Linked DNA regions of Mus musculus: regions 1 and 2 are each linked to region 3. The links are chromatin contacts, called in public HiChIP or PLAC-seq maps. All regions are on one chromosome and are shown on one strand. The core of a region is the stretch at or near the end of the contact, and the rest is flanking DNA. Distances in the headings are between cores, read along the strand shown.

Evidence for each region. HiChIP or PLAC-seq counts read pairs in DNA pulled down with a chosen protein or histone mark.
Region 1: a FOXA1 HiChIP or PLAC-seq map of pancreatic cancer cells shows a contact between it and region 3. The contact joins two enhancer-like sites. A contact is called at or near these places in 3 of 484 Hi-C or Micro-C datasets (embryonic stem cells, liver and nephron progenitors), 1 of 115 datasets of contacts at active chromatin or transcription factors (pancreatic cancer cells) and 1 of 9 other capture datasets (embryonic stem cells).
Region 2: an HNF4G HiChIP or PLAC-seq map of pancreatic cancer cells shows a contact between it and region 3. The contact joins two enhancer-like sites. A contact is called at or near these places in 2 of 15 datasets of contacts at CTCF or cohesin (the NIH/3T3 cell line and stem cell-derived epiblast-like cells), 12 of 484 Hi-C or Micro-C datasets (the G1E-ER4 cell line, the HL-1 cell line, the N1E-115 cell line and 4 more), 2 of 115 datasets of contacts at active chromatin or transcription factors (embryonic stem cells and pancreatic cancer cells) and 1 of 9 other capture datasets (embryonic stem cells).

Annotation. Positions count from the first base shown.
Region 1 is chr1:91,626,536-91,630,659 of GRCm38.p6, forward strand. No RefSeq gene overlaps it. Among named protein-coding and RNA genes, the nearest start is that of Gm28380, 17 kb to the left of the region's middle. Within about 2 kb of position 1,761, at least 4 of the 459 cell types and tissues checked have an H3K27ac peak or open chromatin away from gene starts, as enhancers often do. A contact at or near this core is called in pancreatic cancer cells, where this site is marked.
Region 2 is chr1:91,576,339-91,580,653 of GRCm38.p6, forward strand. No RefSeq gene overlaps it. Among named protein-coding and RNA genes, the nearest start is that of Gm28380, 33 kb to the right of the region's middle. Within about 2 kb of position 1,718, at least 25 of the 459 cell types and tissues checked have an H3K27ac peak or open chromatin away from gene starts, as enhancers often do. A contact at or near this core is called in the HL-1 cell line, the NIH/3T3 cell line and pancreatic cancer cells, where this site is marked.
Region 3 is chr1:91,822,028-91,825,742 of GRCm38.p6, forward strand. All of the region lies in intron 1 of Twist2 (twist basic helix-loop-helix transcription factor 2), which reads left to right. The region is part of intron 1 of Gm46117 (a long non-coding RNA gene); the gene reads right to left. Among named protein-coding and RNA genes, the nearest start is that of Gm46117, 7.4 kb to the right of the region's middle. Within about 2 kb of position 1,719, at least 72 of the 459 cell types and tissues checked have an H3K27ac peak or open chromatin away from gene starts, as enhancers often do. A contact at or near this core is called in the HL-1 cell line, the NIH/3T3 cell line and pancreatic cancer cells, where this site is marked.

The DNA of each region.
Region 1 (4,124 bases), core at 511-3,010, 200 kb before region 3:
TTAGAGATTATTTATAAAATATCACATACTTATTTGTACGAAAATCAGATCAACACATATTTTGCACCATTATTTTTAGCAAATGCCCAGAATTTAACTCTTATACTTTTGGTTGTGAGCCTAGCCTTTAGTAGCTGAGCCATCTCTCCAGCCTTAGAATCTAACTCTTTATTATTAAATACTTAATTTTTTTAAAGTTCTTTTCTGGCCTGGTGTGGGGACACACCCTATATTCTTAGCATACACTCTAAGCCAGGAGTAGCAAGAGTTCCAGGGCAGTCTGAGCTACAAAACCAAGTCTGAACAACAAAAACACTTCTCAAAAATAAACAAAGGATAACAAGTCTTTTGTTTCAGCTTTAATTCTGATAGGTACAGGTGCAGCCAAGTCCCTATAGTTTAATCAGGTGAAACAACCAGCAGGAGGCAGAGAGGATGTGTTATACCAAGTGTTTCTTTTATATGTTGCAAAACCCCAAGACATCAAATCTACCCCATGCCTATTTTTAAGTACATGGCCCAGAGATGTTAGGTTTCCATCCCCCAAGGAGCATCCACCTCCCCTAACCCTCCATCGACAGAGTTCTTTGTCCCAACATTTGGAGGCTTTGAACTTGTTGGGCAATGCCCCCTTCCTGCCTTACCCTCCCCAGCTACCCTTTGGCGATCTTTGTGGATTGACTTGCACTGCAGACCCAGCTTGAGGGGCATCTTGCAGCGATCGCCTGTGTGGATGGCTTCATTGAGCACAACGCCCTCTAGATCCTGTTAGAGGTTGTCACCATGTCCTCCTTTTCAAGGTTGAGTGACTGTCCACAATGCATGCCTACTACACAGTGTATCCATTCACTGGACAGGTAGCTTATCCCTCATTCTGCTGTTGGTGATAACGCTGTTGAGCTGGGTGTGCCGGGCTCAAAGCCCTGTTCTGTTCTTTGGGTGAATGTCCAGATGCAGGGTTGCTGGAACACAGTGACACTCACTATATTTAACTCTGGGGACTGACCTGCTGTTCTCAGTAGCTACTCTGATGTTCATTCCTGGAGTAGCGCACACGCCTTTGTTATCTCCCCATCCTGGTCAACACTGGATGTTTTCTGTGTTTGGATAAGTAGCCCCCTAGTGTGCACAGTGGCATTTTTTTAAAATAAAAATAAACCATCAAGCAATACATCAGACCCCCACCCCCCAGAGCTCCCAGGGACTAAACCACCAATCAGAGAGTACACATTTATTAACCCATGGCTCCAGCTGCATATGTAGCAGAGGATGGCATTGTTGGGCATCAAGGCCCTTGGTCTTGTGAAGGCTCGATGACCCAGTGTAGGGGAATGCCAGGATGGGGAAGCAGGAGTGGGTGGATGGGTGGGGATCATCCTCATAGAAGTAGGGGAAGAGGGGAGGAGATAGGGGGTTTTCAGAGGTGAAACCAGGAAAGAGGATAACATTTGAAATGCAAATAAAGAAAATAATTTAAAAAAAGAAATGTCATACTGTGCACTGTTACTAGCAAGTGTCAGAATTTATTATTATTATTATGTGCATGTGAGAATTTTCCCTATATCTCTGTGTACCATGTGTGTACCCTGTGCCTGGGGGATCCCCAGTTTCCTGCAGTTTCAGATAGTTTTGAGCTGCCACGAGGGTGCGGGGAACCGAATTCAGGTCTTCTGGAAGACCAGCCAGTGCTCTTAACTGCTGAGTCCATGTGTTTCATACCACAGGCATGAGCTTGAAGTGCAGGCAGGCAGGCAGAGAGAAGGGGGAGATGGCACCTTCTCAAGGCAAGTAGACAATAACTGTGTTTTGATTTTGAGCCTGAGTTATATTACTCAAAGGACTTAATTTACGAGGGTTAAAGATTAAACAAAGTTCGGAAATTAAATAAAAATGTATGAGCCGATTTATTTGGTTTTCTTATCTTAAAGAATTTCCTTTTGCAAATGACGTTGTCAGGTGGTTTTACGAGGTGCGCTCTCTAATGTAGGGGTGGGAGGAGCGCTAACATGGCCAAGTTCAAGGCTCCAGCCACTCTGGTCCTCAGGCAGCACAGCTTGTTTTTAATACCCATGCTGACATGCGAAAAGACCCTGGCGAGACAAGGCCTCTCTGCACTGTGACTGTGACTCACAGTACTTCCCTGTGATGTGCCCCCCCCCCCCCCAAGAACAGTCTTTTTTTTTTTTTTTTACATATTTTATTTTTAATTAGCATACAAAGTGACAGGCTCACTCACAGCATTTTCACATGTATGCTAGGGTTTCCTCTGCCTGGTCCTCAGGGCTCCCTCTCTGCCTGTAGTCTCTTCCCCAGCTCTCTTCCCTGACCATTTTCTCATCACGCACGAAGAACAGCAATTGTTTAAGTTACTGAGAGTCTAATATAATCGCATCTTATCTTAATACCTTGATTTTTCACCCACACCCCCTCCCTCACCACCTTTTCCATCTTGCTTTATGACCAGAGGCTTGTAGGGACATCAAATTGTCTGTCAGTCTACTGTGGGCTCTGTCTTCCCCAGGTCAGCACCCAGTGACTTTATGAACCGTTGACTCCAGAACCAGGCGTTGCTTTGTTGGGACCGATGCTTGTGCGGTCGAAGAGTGTGGAGGAAGTGTTTCACGGTTGGGTGGTGTGATGGTTGATGGTGGTTGTCAGATTGACACAAGCTAGAATCATCGGGAATGAGAGTCTCAGTGAGGGATCCTGTAGATCAGATGAGCCTGCAGGCATCTCTCTCTGTGTGTGTGTGTGTGTGTGTGTGTGTGTGTGTGTGTGTGTATGTGTGACTGTCTTGATTGCCTTAAGGCAAAGGGTCAAGACCCCCCCCCCGGGGGGGGGGGATTGAACCACCCTTTCACAGGGCCGCCTAAGACCATTGGAAATATCAGATATTTACATTGTGATTCATAGCAGTAGCAGAATTACAGTTATGAAGTGGCAACGAAAATAATTTTATGGATGGGGGGTCACCACAACATGAGGAACTGTAATAAAGGAAGGCTGAAAATGCTGCTCTAGATGGCCGTGGTATGTGCTGCAGCCCCAGATGACATCAGTTGGGCTCTTGCAGGGGACTCCTGTTTGGTCTTGCTCACCGTCCTTGCTTCCAGAAAGCATTGGATCCTATTTTAAAGACTCACGACACTTCAATGAAATGTTGCATATATTATACAGCATACAAATAACTATTTTACTACAGTTAGAAGAATTCAGAAAGTTATAAAAGGTCGGGGAGTTCCACTCTTGGCTGGCACTGGTGATGACTTGACTCCTACTAAGACCAGAGATTTCCTGTTGGAATGAGAGCAACCCCTTCTCCAAAGGGACCACTTGGCTTCGTTCATACCTAGAAAGGCACCGTTGGCCTAGGAGAGCTGCAGCGTCCCCTACAGGACCCTCTCCTCACAAATGTGAGCTAGAGGTTGAGTAGGGGGTGGAAAAGGTGCTGGGTTCACCTGGGGTAAAGTGCGGGTACCTGGGCAAACATCACTCGTTCTTGTCCCCACTCTCAGACTCCTGATTGCCTTCTTCATTAAAATAACAAGGCCAGAAACACAGCACGTGCCTTTGCCCTTCATGGAAACCATATCTTTCTTTTCCCTCCAAAATGCAGATGGGGCTGGAGGAGGCATAGCCTCCCGATCCAGGCCAGGGAGGCAGTACCACTCTTGAAGCAGATGGCTGTCTCCAGGACCTCTGCTGGCTGGGCAGAGTGAGCCCAGTGGAGAGACATTCATGTTCCCTCCTGGCCTGGCATCTCAGACTGTGCACCCCGTGGTGCCTTTTCCCAGGCGGTCCTGGGAGGTTGTTATAAACCCTCCCCGGTGCCAGAGCCCGCGAACGGCCCGTTCCCTCCGTGTGCAGGAATGCATTTGCAGCAAAGCTCATCACTTTGAAGATGAGTCCAAACGTTTATTCACATTTATTGACAGGAAGTTGTTTTTCAAAGCTGCAGGCGGCAGGTGGGCCCTGCGCCAAGTAGCTTCTGCACCTTCTTGAGCTGGCGTGCACTGGGGACCATAAATTGCACCCCCCAACCCTCTTCTTTTTCCTGCAAATTTGTCCAGAGGTTGAACATTACTTTTTCCATTCATAAAGTTTCCCCCCTTTAAAACTTTTTT
Region 2 (4,315 bases), core at 468-2,967, 250 kb before region 3:
CCAGGGAGTGTATGTGTGTGTATACACATGCATACATACATTTATGTGTATACATACACACATATGTACATATGTGCATGTATATGTATATTTACATAGACATGCACATATGTACATATGTATATGTATATATGTATTTATATTTCATATTTAGCATGTATACATCATAGCCCTCTAATCCATATACCCCATACCCTCTACACTCTACCCCCACAATCATGCACACTACAAACATTCATCAAGTCCCATATCCTCCCCAATCCATATCATATGTGCCATATACACAATGTTCTCCATACTCTTGACAGTTTCCCTTACATACACTTTGCATGCCCTGTATATACACACCATAAGCCACACCAATCTCTCTCTCTCTTTCTCTCTCTCTCTCTCTCTCTCTCACACACACACACATACACACACACACACTGTACATACACATGTGGGATTTATCACAATTACTATACCACACTATACCCACCAAGGTTACTCACTCCTACATCACACATAACATTTACTATAACAATATATACCATATGTACTAAATACAAAACATAGCCCACACACCACATACTATATGCTCTGAATATCCTACAGCTACATATAATGATCACTCCTCACTTATATACCATAAATAGCATAAACAACCCCACAACCCCCATTCCCCAACATATATCACATTTGCTTCTGAAATTACCATATTCTCATACCATATATCACATATATCATATACCACACACCAGTGAATATAAACATCATGTAGCATATATATTCACCCATATTACATATACCATATAACATACTGACTTACTCATACCACACACACCAATTTCACATGCCATATATACCACACACATACCATTCCACACATACTGTATGTGTACTACATACCCTATATGACACACACATTCATTCTATATCACATTACATATATCACACATCTTGTATAACCCACATACACACACCCTACACCACACTCTCATTTGTCCAACTCCTTACACAAGCATACCCAAACCTATGTGTATATTCCCGAACGTTGTTTTCATTGCTAGAATCTTGGGTATGGGGACTGGGGATGGAGCCTGGTCTCCTACACCTCCCTTTCCATGCAGGAGTGCCCATTGCTGAAGGACTCGGTAGGTTCTTATGGTGTGTTGACAGTGTCTTCCAGTGGCTGTGCTGGTGCTAACCTGGGTTACCCATGAGCATGGTAGATGATGCTATCTTAGGGCTGAGTGGGACTTAAATCAGCCTGCTGCCCTGAGGAGAGCAAGGAGATGGTGGGGGTTGGTCTGGAGCTGAGACACAGACACATTTTTTTTCTTTTTTTTTTTTTTTTTTTGTATCTCCAGTGAGTCGGGTAGCAGCTGCATGAAGCTGGTTTGATTGTACAGATGCTGTTGGAGCTGGTAGGGGAGGCAGTGTGTCCTGTCCTTCTGGACAGACAATGGAAGTGTCTTGCTGGGGTTTGTTGTTTGCTCTGCAGAGTAGGGATGCTCAGTCACACACCGGATGGACTCTGACTCTCTTGGATTCTAATGTTCTGGGGCCTGTGGACCTCAAGGGACGCCTAATCCTCATAATAGAGGTGACCTTTGGATACTAGGATTTTTCCAGAACAACATAGAAAGTTGGACTTGAGGGAGGGTGGACAGATGGTGGCCTGTATAAAGGCCTGTGGTTTGTGGCTCACGTTTAGTGATATCATCCTGGATAAGGTCTGAGTCAGCTTTTAGCTGGCACAGGTTCCTAAACACTGCTCAGTGGGCCAGGGCCTCCTTCCCATGATGCCCCACATCCCACAAAAGACTTTCCAAAAGTTGCCTCTCATTAGCCTCACCTTTGGCCTACATGGCTGAGGCTGGGGGTGGGGTTCACATTCTTACAAAGTGTTTAGAATTGTTCAAAAGTGGGAGAGGCCGCCCTTTGATCACAGTCTGAGTGGATATTGCGCTCTGGCCATCATCATTCTGACAAACTTCCTCCCCTCCCAAGCCTCCCTCCCCGCCCCACTCAGAAAGGCCCGGAGCTGGGCTGGAGTGACCTGGACTGTGGGTCCTCCTGCACCCTGCAAGGTCGGCTCACCATGGCAGTCAGCAGCTATTTTCATGGCCTCCCTTCCTGTAGGGCCTGTTCCCCAGAGGGAGTCTGTGGGCCTCCTCTCAATAAAAACTCACCAAGGACTTAGACATAAGGAATCCTTCTACTGCAGGGCTGATTTCCCCCTTATCCCCCCCGCCAAGGCCTGATCCAGCCCTGAGAATTCTAAAAGCTGGGGCCCTGGATTGTTCTGATTCCACAGAGCCAGTGTCGCTGTGGGGCCAGCAGGGGCTGTGGATAGAGGACAGAAGAGATGAGAACTGCTTTGAGGACAACTGTTGGTTGCAAGGAGGCCCTTCCCCCGCTTCACATCCTGGTTCATACTGTTGGGAGAGAGTAGAATTCTCTAAATGTCTTCAACCCATACACTTGGGGAGACTTTGGGACAGAAAGGAAGTGGTTCAGAGTGGTCCAGCTCTTGTGTTCTGCTCCTACATGGATGCTCGCTAGTACCTTGAATACTTCTACTACCTTGAAGAGGGGAGGCCCAGCCTCAGGACACTTGCCTGCCTGGCACCCTAGCCTCCATAGCTTGACCCTCCTACTACCATTCCTACCCAGGCTTCTTGGATGCTGTGGGCCCCTCCCTGATCATTCCTGCTCTGAAGCCATGTCTGATCTCAGGGATGTTGAGCCCTCTTCTGCTTCATCTTCTGTTTCCAGTCACCTACCCTGACCATACATAAATGGTCTGATGGGTCTGTGTATGCCATTTACTAGAGGCCCTAAGGAGTCCCATGGTTTTGTGGGGACTTCATACCAGAGGTCTGTGGGGTAGAGCCATTTTTCATGGCAGATCTGCTGCCCCGAGGGCCACTCCAAGCCTATCCCGGATGGATCTTTATTCTGTGTCAGGGATGAGCTTGCCTGGCTTGCGGACCTCTGAGTGGAGCTAGAGCCCTCCTTTGTGCCTGCCCACCCTATTTGCTGGGTGAACCACAGGCTCTGGCCTACCACTGAGGTCCACCCAGGAAAAGAGAAGCTCTTTGGATATATTCTAGGCATCATGTACACCTCTTGGAAGTTGGTCTTTGTGTATCATTCTATGTAAGTAAAACCACCACCACCACCACAACAACAACAACAATAAAGCAAATTCAAGGAATTACAAGAGGCTAAACACAAGGATAGAAACAAAAATAGCTCCCTCCAGGCCTATCTGCTAATGGGGCCCCCTGCAGACCAAGATCTGAGCAGTGACAGTCTATATCTGTAGAGTGGACAGAATGAGATTACAGCCCATCGGGTGAGACCAATCATTGGCTAAGAGGTGGGTGGCACTGAGTACTCTGTAGGTGACAAAGGGAGAAGCCAGAGGAAATGCTTCCCCACAAAGAGGGCTCAGCTTTTCCTGGCTTTACAATCTAACTGTGGGGAAAGGGTTTCCAGGAACATCTTTACATTTCAAGGTTTACTGATTTCTGTGTTCTGTCCTGGGTCTCTGTGTTCCCTCTTTCTTGGTCCCCATGTTCAGTTCTTCAGTACCTGTACCTTTGGTGTTGGGTTCCTGAATCCTCGTAAGTGGGCTCCTGTGTTCTCGTGATGGCTCCCTCTGTTCTGTAAATCATGGGATCCTGTAATGTCAGCTAATCCCCAATCCAAACTTCTGGGATTGTAATGGCCCAGGGTCACCGAAGGGTCCATGGAGCTTCAACCCCAGATACCTCAAACATGAGGACGGCAGGAATTTGCTACCTACCTCCTCCCAACCTGATGCTATAAAGCCAACTGTCATCCCTAGAACCTTCATCCCTAGCAGGACTTTATTACCCTGACTGTTATAAGGCTTCCCTCATTGTTTGATTCCCCCAGACCTTACCGCCCCGAGTATGTAGATGTCTCATCTTCCAACATGTCTGCCACACAAACCCTGTCCCAGAGACCCTGTCCACCTCCCCAGGGATATAAATACCCCTTTCTCCCCACCCCCCATAAAGGAACGGGTTCTCCAAAGCCTGCTCCCAGATGTGTTCTTCACTCACCCGAGCCCCATTAAGCTTCCCTCCCTCCAGTCCAGCCTGGTGTATGAGGAGCCTGGCTACTCAGAGGGAGAAGTGGACACAGGTGGTGCCAACCTATCCAGGCTTCTTCTGTGTAACAGGAGGGGTGGGTCCTAGTATGTGAAAAGAAAGACTCTTGTCACAAGGATACCTAGTGGCATTTGTCTCTAAAAAGTGATGATACATTTTGGGCCCGTGGATACCCTCAGTAGACT
Region 3 (3,715 bases), core at 469-2,968:
TTAGAAATTGCTAGAAGACCTGCCATCCATACAGTCACTCTCCTGACCCACCAAACCTCCACACTGCCTTGGCCCCCCAGCCCTGGCCTACAGTACAGACCATGGCCTAGCCAGGTCTTACCTAGAACACCATTTCCCTGGGCTAAAGTTCAGATGGTAAAAGAAATGGCTTTACCTTGGGCTGACCTTGGCACTCGAGGACACAAAGTTGACCCGGAACACCTACAACTGATCCAGGAACTCTGACTGGAGACTATTCTAAGGACGTGATGCCAAAAAGTTAGAGAGGGCGTGAAGATGGTCAAGGCCTGTTGCTGAGACCCTGACCATGGGTCCTTTGCTTTCCAGTTACCATGGCAGAGATATCTCCGTGTTTGTAATTATAAAACACAATGTAAAGGTTGCCATCCTTACAGTGTTTAGGTGTGTGGTTCTGTGGCACTGATCAAGCTTGCACTGTTTGCTAGGTGAGTAATTTCATCACACACTGTAACAACCGTCAGAAGCACCCGCCTCTACACCCTCATTAAACACTAACTCCCATCTCCTGCCCTGGCTCTTGGTGCCATTCTAGTTCCTGCCTCTGGGGACCTCCTATGACAGGAATTCCACAGGATTTATCACTGTAACTAGCTTACTTCAGTTAGCATATGCCTCATGGTCCACCCAGGTTACAGCTATGCCAAGATTTCATTTTTTTAAGGCTAAATGATATTTCATGTTGTACAGCTTCCCACTTTTGACTTTCATGAATACTGTGGCTATAAGCACAGTATGCTCTTCTATCATGCTTTTTGATGTCCACAAAGCTTGTTCTATCACGGTGATCAACTGGGTCCGCGTAGCACTGGATTCCCTGACTTATCCTCCAGATGTGGGTGGACCCTCACATCTATGTTCTGGGTTTCACGGTCTCTTTATCACACCAGTCCCCTCCCTGTGACCAGCTGTCCTCACGGAGACTCTGTTCATAACGTCCCAGAGAAGCAGAAATGAAATCCACAGGGAAGGCACCGGCTCTAGGACAAAGAACCACAGCCTATCACAGCCTGAGTGGATTTACAGTGTTCTTGTCACTAGACGGCTCCAGCTATGAAAGACAGTTGTTGGCATCGCCTCTTTTGAGATGGTTTGATCTGTCAGGGCAAACCAGGGAGGGAGGCAGGGCAGCTGGTATCTGTCACTCTCCTGGGCCACAGAGGACTCAGTTCCATTTTTCTTCACTGGGTTGAAACATGGCAGTCAGAAGTCTCTCAAGGAGCCTTGAGGACAGGATGGGGGGATGTCCCCTTCAGGACTTAGCAGAAGAAAAGGTCATCTCAGGACCCCTCTGACTGTACTGCCCACTGGGACAGAAGAGTTCCAGCCATTCCACCACTGGATAAAGGTAGACTTGGCCAAGAGATGAAAGAGGAAATTTGGAAAACTCTGTGATGCTGACCAACATTTCCTTAGAGAGTCCCTGTGGCTGTGTGCTCCATGTGGCTGGAAACTGTGGGATCTCACACCATCTGTAAGGGCTGGGCTTCCAGCCGCTGCAACACTGCAAATTCCTGGTGACACAGGAGCCAAAGGCACTTTGTGAACTTCTACTCCCTCACCAGGGGACAGCGTGAGTCAGGCCATACAAATTCCCATGATGTCAGCCACTCTGCTTAGCTTCTGGGACTCCTAGGTCCCTGTGCCTTTCTCCCCCTGTCCCCAAGTAGCAAAGCATAAATAAACAGATGGAAAGTTACCTCACAGATCCCTGGCAAAGCCCTCTGGCCCTGCACAGCCCTGGCTGGGTGAAAGTTTACTTTAGAAGATTCTGATGCAATAAAGACAGACAAAGGAGGTGGCTGGTCATGGGCTCTAGCACTGTCGGGGCTTGGAGGGAAATGGATGCAGGAAAGGCCCAGGCTTCAGGTTAGAGTTCAGGTCTCCAGCTCCATAACTCTGGAAAGAGAGAAAGAAAGAAAGAAAGAAAGAAAGAAAGAAAGAAAGAAAGAAAGAAAGAAAGAAAGAAAGAAAGAAACCCAGTGGTCATCTGTGCCCCTTACAAGCTAACTGCTGTCTACTACTACTGCCAAGAAGCTCACTATTAGGAGACACAGCCAAGTGTGCTGGTGTTCACTTGCAATCCCAGCAGGAACACGGAAGTGAACGTAAGAGGCTGGGAGCTGGCTCGGCTGGCAGTGTTTGCTGCAGGAACATGAGGACCCAGGTTCAACCCCTTGAACCTGTACGCAAAAGTTGGGTGACGTGGTAAAAGTGTTTTCAATCCCAGCACCGTGGAGGCAGAGACAGGAGGGTCCCGAGGGCTCAAAAGTAACTGGGAGATCCGGGGAGGGATCTGCCTCAAAAGATAAGGCAGAGAGCAACTGAAGAAGAGCACTCTGACCCGCCCTACTTACATACATGTGCACACACACCTGCATGCATATGTGCACCCAAAAACACCCCCAGCAAATAAATATGTAAATAAAGTCCAAGGCCAGCCTCAATTACATAGTAAGGACCAGGCCAGCCTCAGAAACACAGTGAGACCTTATCTCAAAAGTAAGTGCAGCGGTGAAGAGCACTGGTTGTTCCTGCAGACGATTGAAGTTCTGTTCTCAGCACCCATGCCAGGCAGCTCACAACCATCAAAAACACAAGCTCCAGGGGCTCCGGCAACCTCTTCTGGCCTCCATGGGCACTTATACCCACATGCACACTGGCATACACATAATTAAAAAAGAAAACATTTACGTGCATGCATACATACATACATACATACATACATACATACATGCATAAGATGCATGAAGCCTGAGCAGATGGTAAGCAGGAGCTTCATGGATGGTAGAGACATCCACCTGGGAGAGCCTGTGTCTAGCTGAGTCCTGATTCCTCTATCCCATGTACACCGCTATTAGACAGAACTGGGTTTCAGCAGCAGTTGCAGAGACAAAAGTCTTCCCTATGATGTGTCAACATAGCAGAAGCTACATCAGAAGAAAGAGAAGCCTGTGGGCCCACAAGAGCCTTCACTTTGGCTTCTCCCGAGGCCAGCAAGGGACCTGACAGAAGCAAGAGAAATCAACTTCTTCAGAAGTTAAAATTCTAGGTCATTTGCAAGAAAAAGAAATGTACTAATCTTTCTAAAGAATATATCATCGTCGGGGAAATAAGAGGGTTTCTGTATGGGACAAAAAGGTAGTTTAACATTGATATATTTACAAAGTTTGTAACACACTTTGGCAAAATGTGCTAAAGAGCGTGCGATGAATTCGTGTTCTTTGATCACTTATGTCAATCAGCACTTCCATAGTGAGAAAAGGGAGTAACTGTGGTGGACTCAGGGTCCTGAAGCTCTGTGTGGCAACTCTGCTTCTGCAGCAGGCTCTGCTACTTGAAACCTCAGCCTTCTAACAGGAGCCTCTTCCTGTCCCTGCAAGCAGCTCTGTTTGAGTCAGCAGGGGTGTCTGGCAAGATTGTTTTTGTCTTCTAAAGTAATTCCACGGGGGGGGGGGGGGGGGGGAGGATGGAAAGGGAGAAAGTGAATCAACAAAGCACACTTCATTCAAAAATGCCACAGTGGTTTCTAAGACCTTGCATGCTAATCTAAAAATAATAATAATGAGATAAAGTAGTTCCATGGAAACTGAAAACTGATGGAGTCCTGAAGACAAACAGTAGGTGATAAATAAATATTTGTAGATGATACAGTTGCCTTTCAGGAGCCCTGCTC